2 separate regions of the Sus scrofa genome follow, and region 1 is linked to region 2. The links are chromatin contacts, called in public HiChIP or PLAC-seq maps. All regions are on one chromosome and are shown on one strand. Each heading gives the region's core, a stretch centred on a gene start, on an enhancer-like site or on the middle of the called end of the contact. The rest is flanking DNA. Distances are from core to core; before and after follow the strand shown. Region 1 holds the start of PRPF38A (a long non-coding RNA gene). Region 2 holds the start of ZCCHC11 (terminal uridylyltransferase 4).

What was found. HiChIP or PLAC-seq counts read pairs in DNA pulled down with a chosen protein or histone mark.
Region 1: a contact with region 2 is called in an H3K27ac HiChIP or PLAC-seq map of alveolar macrophages. The contact joins the promoter of PRPF38A here to the promoter of ZCCHC11 in region 2. A contact is called at or near these places in 1 of 47 Hi-C or Micro-C datasets (heart right ventricle) and 1 of 2 datasets of contacts at active chromatin or transcription factors (alveolar macrophages).

The regions. Positions count from the first base shown.
Region 1 is chr6:159,817,160-159,821,258 of Sscrofa11.1, forward strand. PRPF38A (a long non-coding RNA gene) reads right to left here and starts at 2,093. Exons shown (of 10, transcript XR_002345201.1): 1 at 1,751-2,093. It overlaps ORC1 (origin recognition complex subunit 1), which reads left to right and starts at 2,143. Exons shown (of 17, transcript XM_005665420.3): 1 at 2,143-2,470.
Region 2 is chr6:159,653,313-159,657,820 of Sscrofa11.1, forward strand. ZCCHC11 (terminal uridylyltransferase 4) reads left to right here and starts at 2,736. Exons shown (of 29, transcript XM_021096643.1): 1 at 2,736-2,892.

The sequences.
Region 1 (4,099 bases), core at 843-3,342, 160 kb after region 2:
TAATAATAATAACAACAGTAGCTAATATACACCAAAAGATTATTATATGCCAGGTACTCTGCCAAGCACTTCATATTATCTCATTTAATCTTCGCAACAAGCCATAAGATAGGTTCTAGCACTGCCTTTGTTTTCAGCTAAGGAAAATAAGGGCCAGGAAAGGTTACGTGACTTGCTTAATGTCCACAGCCAGAATGTGTCAGGGCCTGGATTTCAATCCCGGCAGTCTAACTTCATAGTCCATGCCTGTCACCACCATGTTAGGGGAAAAACCACCAGATCAGGAGTTAGAAGAAAAAAAGATAACACTTTATCTAGAGCATGAGGATAATAACCTTCCAATATTGCTGTCAAAATTAAACGTCAGCTGTGTGAACTGGAACAAGTCATTTCACCTCTCTTTGAGGTATTATTTGAGGTATTATCGGAATAATTTGAGGTATTATTCCAAATTTGAATAATAAAAGTACAACGTTAAGGCCTATAGTGAACTCAAATGAGACAATACGAATACATGATAATACTTACTTGACACACAGCAAATGTTAGACACTATTAATGGGAAATCACTTTATAAATCAAACTTCAAGTTCCTTTAGTATAAATTCTATATTAATTCATTCCACATTACAGTTGGCAACTTAAAGTTAGGTACCAAGTGCTAGAGATAACAGGTAAAGAAGGACACAGTGCTCTTAAGGAGTTTACAGTCTGGCAAAGCAGAAAGCATTGAAAACATAATTTAATTTAAAATGGGATCAGTATTTGAAAGATACGGAAATCAATGAAAATATATGACAAGGGAATGTAACCTAGTGTTGGGGGAAAAGGTCACGAGTTGCCTTTTGAAACATATTGAGTTGGCACGTTTTAGAATTAGATTCATATAAATTTGGGCTGAAGAGATCAATTTGAAGGCATCTATATGTAGGCTGTAACTGTGGTATGGAGATCATCTAAGGAAAAAACTATGGAATGAGAAAAGGCCCGCGGAGCAAACTTATTTGACTCCAAAATTTAATGGCAACTCATAAAAACAGTATGAATCTTCTGTGGACAAACTGGCAGGAGCGGTAACAACAGCACTGGAGTGGTTAACAGTGGTAACAATTAGCACCACCCCTACTAATTCCTGAGTACTTTCTATTAACATATACTGTAACCATACCAAACACTTTTTATACATTATTTCACTTAATCCTTAGAACAAACCTTCAACCTTTGAGGTGGATATTATTATGTTCCTCTTACAATGGTGGAACAGTGAACAAAAAAGGAGCCAGAATTCAACAAAGATCAGACTGCCTGGAAGGTTTCTCTGAAGAGCTTCTATTCATACCAGGACCGGAATGTGGAAATAGTGCAAACGGGCCAGATTTAGGGATAATAAGATCATGAATTTGGTTTCAGGCATATTCACGTTCCTTTAAGATCTTCAGGGTCCCTGAACTTTTAACACTGTTTGGAACCTAGCAAGATACCATTAAACATGGAATGACTCAAAGAACCAAACTGACACCCTTCAGAATAAAGGCCCTATCAGACCCATTTGGGTCCCCAAAGCCCAACACAAGACTAGGCACAGAGTGGGCACTCAGATTTTTCTGAAAGACTGAGATTCCCTCCAGTCCCACCCTCCGGGACCAGTCCCCCCCCACCCCGGGACCAGTCCCATTCGACAGGTTAGAACTGGGCCACGGGACGCCCAGGGCTGGTGGGGGAAGGGGGGGGTCGACGCGCTCTTGCTCACCCGTAAGGCCAAAGCACTCCTCCTTCCAATACTTGGACTCATAGATTCGAGTCCGAATGATCTTCTCCACCAGATACTGAGGGTTGGTGCCGTGGATGCTGTGCGCATCCTTTACCGTACGGTTCGCCATTTTAGAACCCCTTCGGTTCTACTTCCGTCGACTCCTTTAGTACGTCACATCCAGGTTAAAAAAAAGCAACAACAACCCGAGAGGGCCTGAGAAAGTTGGAGGAAGTCTCACTGAACAGCTTAGCCGATCCTCTTGAAACCGGAATCGCTTCTGCTTCAGGAACTTCCGTGAATCGCGTCGCGACCGAGGCCCAGGGCACGTTGGCGGAAGTACGTCACGCGTCCCCTCCCTAGATGGGCGGGGCCGGAGGGCAGGCTGCTGACGGAACGTGGAGACAGCCTAGGGGCGGGGCCTCGGCTTTTGGCGCGAATTTCCTTTTCCTCACCTTCTTTGGATTCCTAGCTAGGCGCCAGTTTCGGCTCTGTTGCACGACTGGCAGCTGCGAGAAGAGTCCAGCTGGGCAGTTTAGATTTGCTGCAACTCCATGAGCTCCTGAAGCGGAGACGGTGGGAAGCGTTAGGCTTGCGCCAGCTCGAGCAAGCTTCGGCCCCCGGTGAGTGTGGCGTCCCGCGGGCGGGAGAGTTCTCGGCGGACTCATTCAGACGTTGATCCATTCAGCAGATACTTCCTAAGCGCCTATTAAGTGCCAGGTACTGTTCTGAGCCCAGTAGGAGCATTTTTCTTTCCACCTTTGGATTTCTGAAGGCTCCCTTGCTCTGTCGGGGACTGCGAGTTTGCAGTGGGGAAGCCGGAAGCCAACAGCAGAGAAGCATGTACGCTCTTGTCCTCAGCACCCTGAGACCTAGTAATGACCTGAAACATATGAACCTTCTATCTGCATGGTATTCGCATCTTTTCCTCCTTTCGGCGGAGTGTAACAAGCACCACGGGGAAGGCGGAACAGCAGAAGTTATTATCCGATTTTACGGTGTAGCAGTTCGCAGAGAGATTTGTCTAAGTCCCTTTTCGTGACTAAGCGGCCTGAGTTCCTACCTAAGTCCCAGATGAGCTGCTCTTAACTGCTAGGCTCTCTCGTATCCACCTTCTTTCCAGGAGGAGAGTGCTATGGCCCCTGCTTTACTTTCTCTAGTCTAACCCCGGAATAAAAGGGCCTTCTATTTTTGACAGTTGAAAAAAGGATTGGACTTAAAAGTCATGAGATGCGAGATTCTTACCCTAGGCTACTAATCTGCAAAATTGTAATGATTAGATATGTCAGTTTTCGATTTTAATTTTCTATAAAACTGATACCCTCTTCCCTGCTGTATTGGGTGCTTGAGATGGCCATTGGAGGTTTCTGATGTTAGATTTTGTTTATCAAGTCCCTCTGCAACAGTTTTTAATGTAACAAAGGGCAATATGTGGACTTTAGAAGATTTATTAATTCCCTGAAATTGAATGCAGAATGTTGTTTGAATTGTATATATTTCATAACATTCAAATAATTTTTTAAAATAAAGAAAGGAGGAATTCCCGTCATGGCACAGTGGAAATGAATCCAACTAAGAACCATGAAGTTGCAGTTCGATCCCTCGCCTTGTTCAGTGGGTTAAGGATCCGGAGTTGCCTTGAGCTGTGGTGTAGGTGTAGGTCCGAGACGCGGCTGGCTCAGATCCCACATTGCTGTGGCTGTGGCGTAGGCCAGCGGCTGTATATCCGATTAGACCCCTAGCCTGGGAACTTCCATATGCCGCGAATGCAGCCCTAAAAAGCAAAAAAGGAAGAAAGGAACCACTGTCCCTTAGAAATAAACCTAGGGGATAAGGGAGTGGCAGAGTGAATTATCTTCAGTAATCCTAGAGTAGTTTTGCCTAACACAGATTGGATTTGGATGATTATTAAATGGTTTTTGAATTGGTTGAATAAAAGGAAGTTTCTGTTATTATCCCCATTTTGTGGGTAAGGAAATTGAGGCCCATTGGACCTCTCAGTCAGTGAAGCCTGGCTTATTGTAATAAGCACACCAGAAGTTGTCTCTCTTAGACATGTATTAACATTATCCACTTTCACACAAGCTGTTCTAAGGGGAAGTTGAGTAGTCATTGGAGAGTTCTCTTGTGGTACAGTGGGTTAGGGTCCGGTGTTGTCACTGCTGAGGCTTACATTGGATCCCTGGCCTAGGAACTTGCATGTGCTGGGACAAAAAAAAAAAGAGTAGTCTTTGTTCTCATCCAGCTGCTCAGCATGCTATGCCATCCCGTATAACACTGGGACACCTTATCATCTTGAAATACTAATAGCTTCTACTTCTTTTTTTCTGTCTTTTGTCTTTTTAGGGC
Region 2 (4,508 bases), core at 1,486-3,985:
ATTCCATTTTATTGTGATGATGAATCAGAGTATAGTGACAAAAATTTCAATTTATCAAGTATGGAGGTGTTATAAGGAATACAAATATTAAGTATGTTCACAAGTTTATAATTTAATGGGGTTAGACATGAAAGTAATGTGCAGAGATTCAGAGAATGGAGGACTCACATTCAGTAAAGGGGGGTTATCAGGATAATTTAATAAAGGCGGTAAAAGTTGAGCTGGATCTTGAGGAATAGGAAAGGTGATAGAAGAGAGTTATCTGGAAGGGATAGGTGTAGAAAGGCACTGGGATTCTCAGTTTGGCACCAGCCTTTGTTTTCAGACTCATTATCTTCTGCACACTCCAGACAAAAGGATATTCTCAGAATCACAAACCAGTGTCCTACACATAGCCGGCAAGCCTTCAAGGTTCAGCTTCTACCTCTTCCATTATAGCCTCACCCAAGTAGAATTTATCATGTTCTCTGCTTTATTAGCCCAGCTCATTGTTCATATAACTTATTGCTTTGATAAAATGACTTTCCTTGCTCAATGGTAAACTTTTTTGGAGACAGCAATCTGGTTTGTCTTTGTAACTCTAACTCAATGCTTTGCTCTTATTAAGTAAGGGGGAAATTTTGTTCAATTGAACTTGCTTCAAGGATACAGATATCCTTCACTAAAAAGGACGTGTTAGTATCATCTTAATGTTTCTACAGGCTCTAAATTTGGGACCTGCTAGTTTTCTTACATCATCTCTGTGGAGTAGGTATTTTGTTGTTAAAAACTTAAAAATTTAAACTCAGAGGGTATATTTGGTCAACGTCATCCAGCTGATAAGTGCTGAAGCCTGGTAGGGCTCTTTTGGTTTGAAATCTACTACTCTATGCGCTTCACTGGAGCCCTCTGGCATGAGACATGGTATGGGTAAAATGTACTTATTCTCAGGGTTTGTTTAAAAATAGGAGCAATAGCATGGACCTCATGGGATTGTTAATGAGGATTAAATGCTGAAATATGTGCAATCTCTTACTCAGTGACTAACACTTAGTGGGCAATGTATAAACCCTTCTCATTAAGCTTCAGTTTCATCTAAACAAATAGATCAATGAGAAGTATTCACTTCTGAGGTGCAAAGTAGATGGACTCTGCAGAGAGGGAAGGCCCTTTCTGTAAACTTTTATAGCTCACAGCCTCTGAGTTACATCATGAGAAATTTTATAAAGCAGAATCTTGTAAATACTCAAGATTCTGCATCTTCTCTCATATCCACCGCATCATATCCTTTTCCTGCCTTAGCATGTGTCAAATGCAGTTGGACTGTAGTTGTGTGATTTGTCTAGCTTTGAGGTTAGAGGTTGGGTGAATAATCTTCAAGGCTGGGGCCTTAAAAAAAATACCAAAAAAAAAAACCCCAAAAACTTAAGTCCATTCGGATCGCGACTTTAAATAAGTATGCTGAGGAACCTACATTAAAAGCAGGAGAGGAAGGAGGCTGATGGTTGGCAGCTGATTCCAAACCCATGTGAAACTAAATAAATGACTTCTAAAATCTTTTCTCTGGGGGGTTGGGGGGATGCTCCAGATATTTCTCCAGACCTCCTTTACTCCATTTTAAAAGAAATTGTCTGGTGCGTTCCTATTGCGCTGCGGTGGAAACAAATTCCACTAGGAATCCTGAGGTTGCGGGTTCCATCCCTGGCCTTGCTGAGTGGGTTAAGGATCCAGCGTTGCTGTAAGCTGTGGTGTAGGTCGCAGACAGCTGGGATCTGGCCGTGGCTGTGGTGTAGGCCTGCAACTGTAGCTCAGATTTGACTCCTAGCCCGGGAACCTCCACGTGCTGCCCTAAAAAGCAAAATAAAGTAAAATAAATTGCTTGCATCTTGAAAGAAGATGATTCCAGCTTTGGGGGGCTGACAGCATAGGCGGGGTCAGGAAAGGGTGGGAACGACCCCGGGGCTTCCTCTGTCCACCTACTCTCTCAGGTGTTTAGAAGCCCACACTAACCGCCGAGGGTCCGGGTGCCATGCCCGTGGGCCAGGCCGGAGGGTGCACGTCCCAAACCGGTCTTCCTTCCTGGGGGCGGGGGAGGCTTTCGGCCCCTCTTCCCGCTTGGGGGTCCTCCGCAGGGAGGTCCGCAGGCCCATGAATAGATCTGAGAGGCGCGGCTATGCCCGCAACCCCCGCCTCCTCAGGCCTCTCCGAGCTCCCCAGGGGGCTCCCGGACCGGGGCCCGACGCTGCGACCCTCGCTCGGTGGCCCCGCCCCTCCCCGCGAGCCCGAGCGGCCTCCGACCCTCCCCCAACGCTAGAGGGCCCCGCCCCCTCCTCGCGGGCTAACGAGTGTCCTCGCGCGCTCGCCCCTTCCCTCAGCGTGGCTGTGAGTGCGCTGTCCTCCCACGTCGGCCCCCTCCCGTTGTTTCTCGCCGCCACCTCTAGCCCCCGAACGTAGCCCCGCCCCCACTGGTGTTTACTGTCCCCCGCCCCGGTTCAGCCAGTGCCCTGGGGCCCCCAGAACGAAGGGAGGGGGCACCCCTAAAGCCTTCCCTCGGCGCTTCCTCTCTGGGGTCTCCGGGGCATCTATCGCCTACCCTCGCCCGGGTCAGGACTCCATTCAGGGTTCTGTCCCTCTCTCCCCTCCCCCTCTCCTCGGCTCCCCCCACCTTCTCCCTCGGCCCCCTCCCCTCAGCAGGTCCTCCTCTTTCTCTCCCCCTCTCTCCTCCCCCTCCCCATCCCTTCCCCCCCACAATGCAGTTCGCGGCGCGGCGGACATGGCGGTGGAGTCCTGAGCTCGTCGTGTCCCGGCCTCCAGCGGCGACGGCAGTGACGGCGGCAGCGGGAGGCGGAGGGGGAGCGGGAGCCACTGAGATGAGGAGGCGCCGCGCGCGCCTGTAGCTCGCGGGCCTCGCAGGTACGGAGGTTCTGGCCGCGGCGCAGCCGCCGGCGCCGAGGGGGTGTGCTCTGGGCAGGCCGGGCGGCCCCCTGTTCGCCCTCCTCAGGTGCCGCGCCTCGCAGGTGTCAGGGGCCCGGCCCGAGCGCGTGTCAGCCGCCCCCTTGGGGCCTGACACTTCTTTCTTTACGGGAATGGGCTTCGCGTGTCCCAGGGGAAGGCAGAGATGAGGGAAGTAGGGGCGGCGGCCTGGGCGGCCTGAGGTGGGCATCGGGGCGCGTAGGGGCCGAACTCCACAGTGAGGCTGGGGCTCTCGGCCGCGGGCCGAAACCTGTGGACCCGGGCGGCGGATTTGGAGTTAACGGGATAGCAGTGAGCATTTTCTGGGTGCGATAGGATTCCCTGCCATGTGTGCCTTTTTTTCACCCCTGCTTAGACATAGATATACGTATGTAATGTATAAATACACACACGCAAATAATACATAATAAACACTTATTCCGGGCCCGCCCTTGTCGGGTGGAGAGAAGGCCGAGGTGTCTGGTGAGAGGGTTTCCTTTCTTGGTCGCCCGCCTTCTCTCTCCCTTGCCCCCCAGTCGAAGGGTGGTAATGAACGCTTTTGACGTGGGAAACTGTGAGATTGGTATTTGTAAACATACAGCACTCGCGGAGTGTATTGTACGCCTCCGCGAGAGGTTTCAGGTCCTTTTGGTATCGTGATTGCAAAAGAATGAGATATTTAGACCTGAAAGAAGCACAGCATCGGGGTTTCTAGCCGTACCTGAATGGGATGAATTACTGCTATTTTAACAACGTTGATTAAACACCTTCTTTTTAAAAGATTATCAAATCTTTAATTAGATGAATTTTGTACCTTGCGCGAGATTTTAGTTTCGGTGTACCATGTATCTTCGCTTTGATATATTTTTGGTACAAAAGTAGTTCCTTACACATTTGACATTCGACCCTTTTTGTAATCGCTTTAGTGTTCAGAAATGCAGTTCGAATTGTGTGTTTTTGGCATGCATTTAGTAATTAGCTGGAGTGGATCAGATTACCTTTTGTTTCCAAAGATCGCCCCCCCCCCCCAGTCTTGTAGTAGCGAAATGTGTAACACTTGGTGAAACAGAACATATCCTGTTTTCTGTTTTTCAATTAATGAGAACTATTAGCTAATAAAACCGGATAATCCCAACTGGATATGATAATTTCGAGAGAATGCCATATCAAGGTGGTGAATTGTAGGATGTTTCAAAAAAAGTTTTTCTTTTTTATTGTTACTATCAGTCAGCATGTTCTGTATATGAGTAAAATGTACGCTGAAATTTTCTTTAGGCTCAGAACTCTTATATGTCTCCTTAAAATTGTTGCACTAAATTGCATCCTAGTACTGCTTACTCACAACTTAAAAATTATTACATATTCTTTTAGAAAACCGTGCTTAAATAATTAATGGATTCACTAGTGTCTAGCGTACCGTGATCCTTTTATAAACAAATTGTAAAGAGTGCTTCTTAAAAACCATTTACTTTGGGGAAGATAAGAAATTTAAGTTGTTTTATGCTTTAAAAAGATGATATAATACAAACAAAAGATAATACAAAAGATAATACAAACAAAAGAAAGTTGCTTTAAAA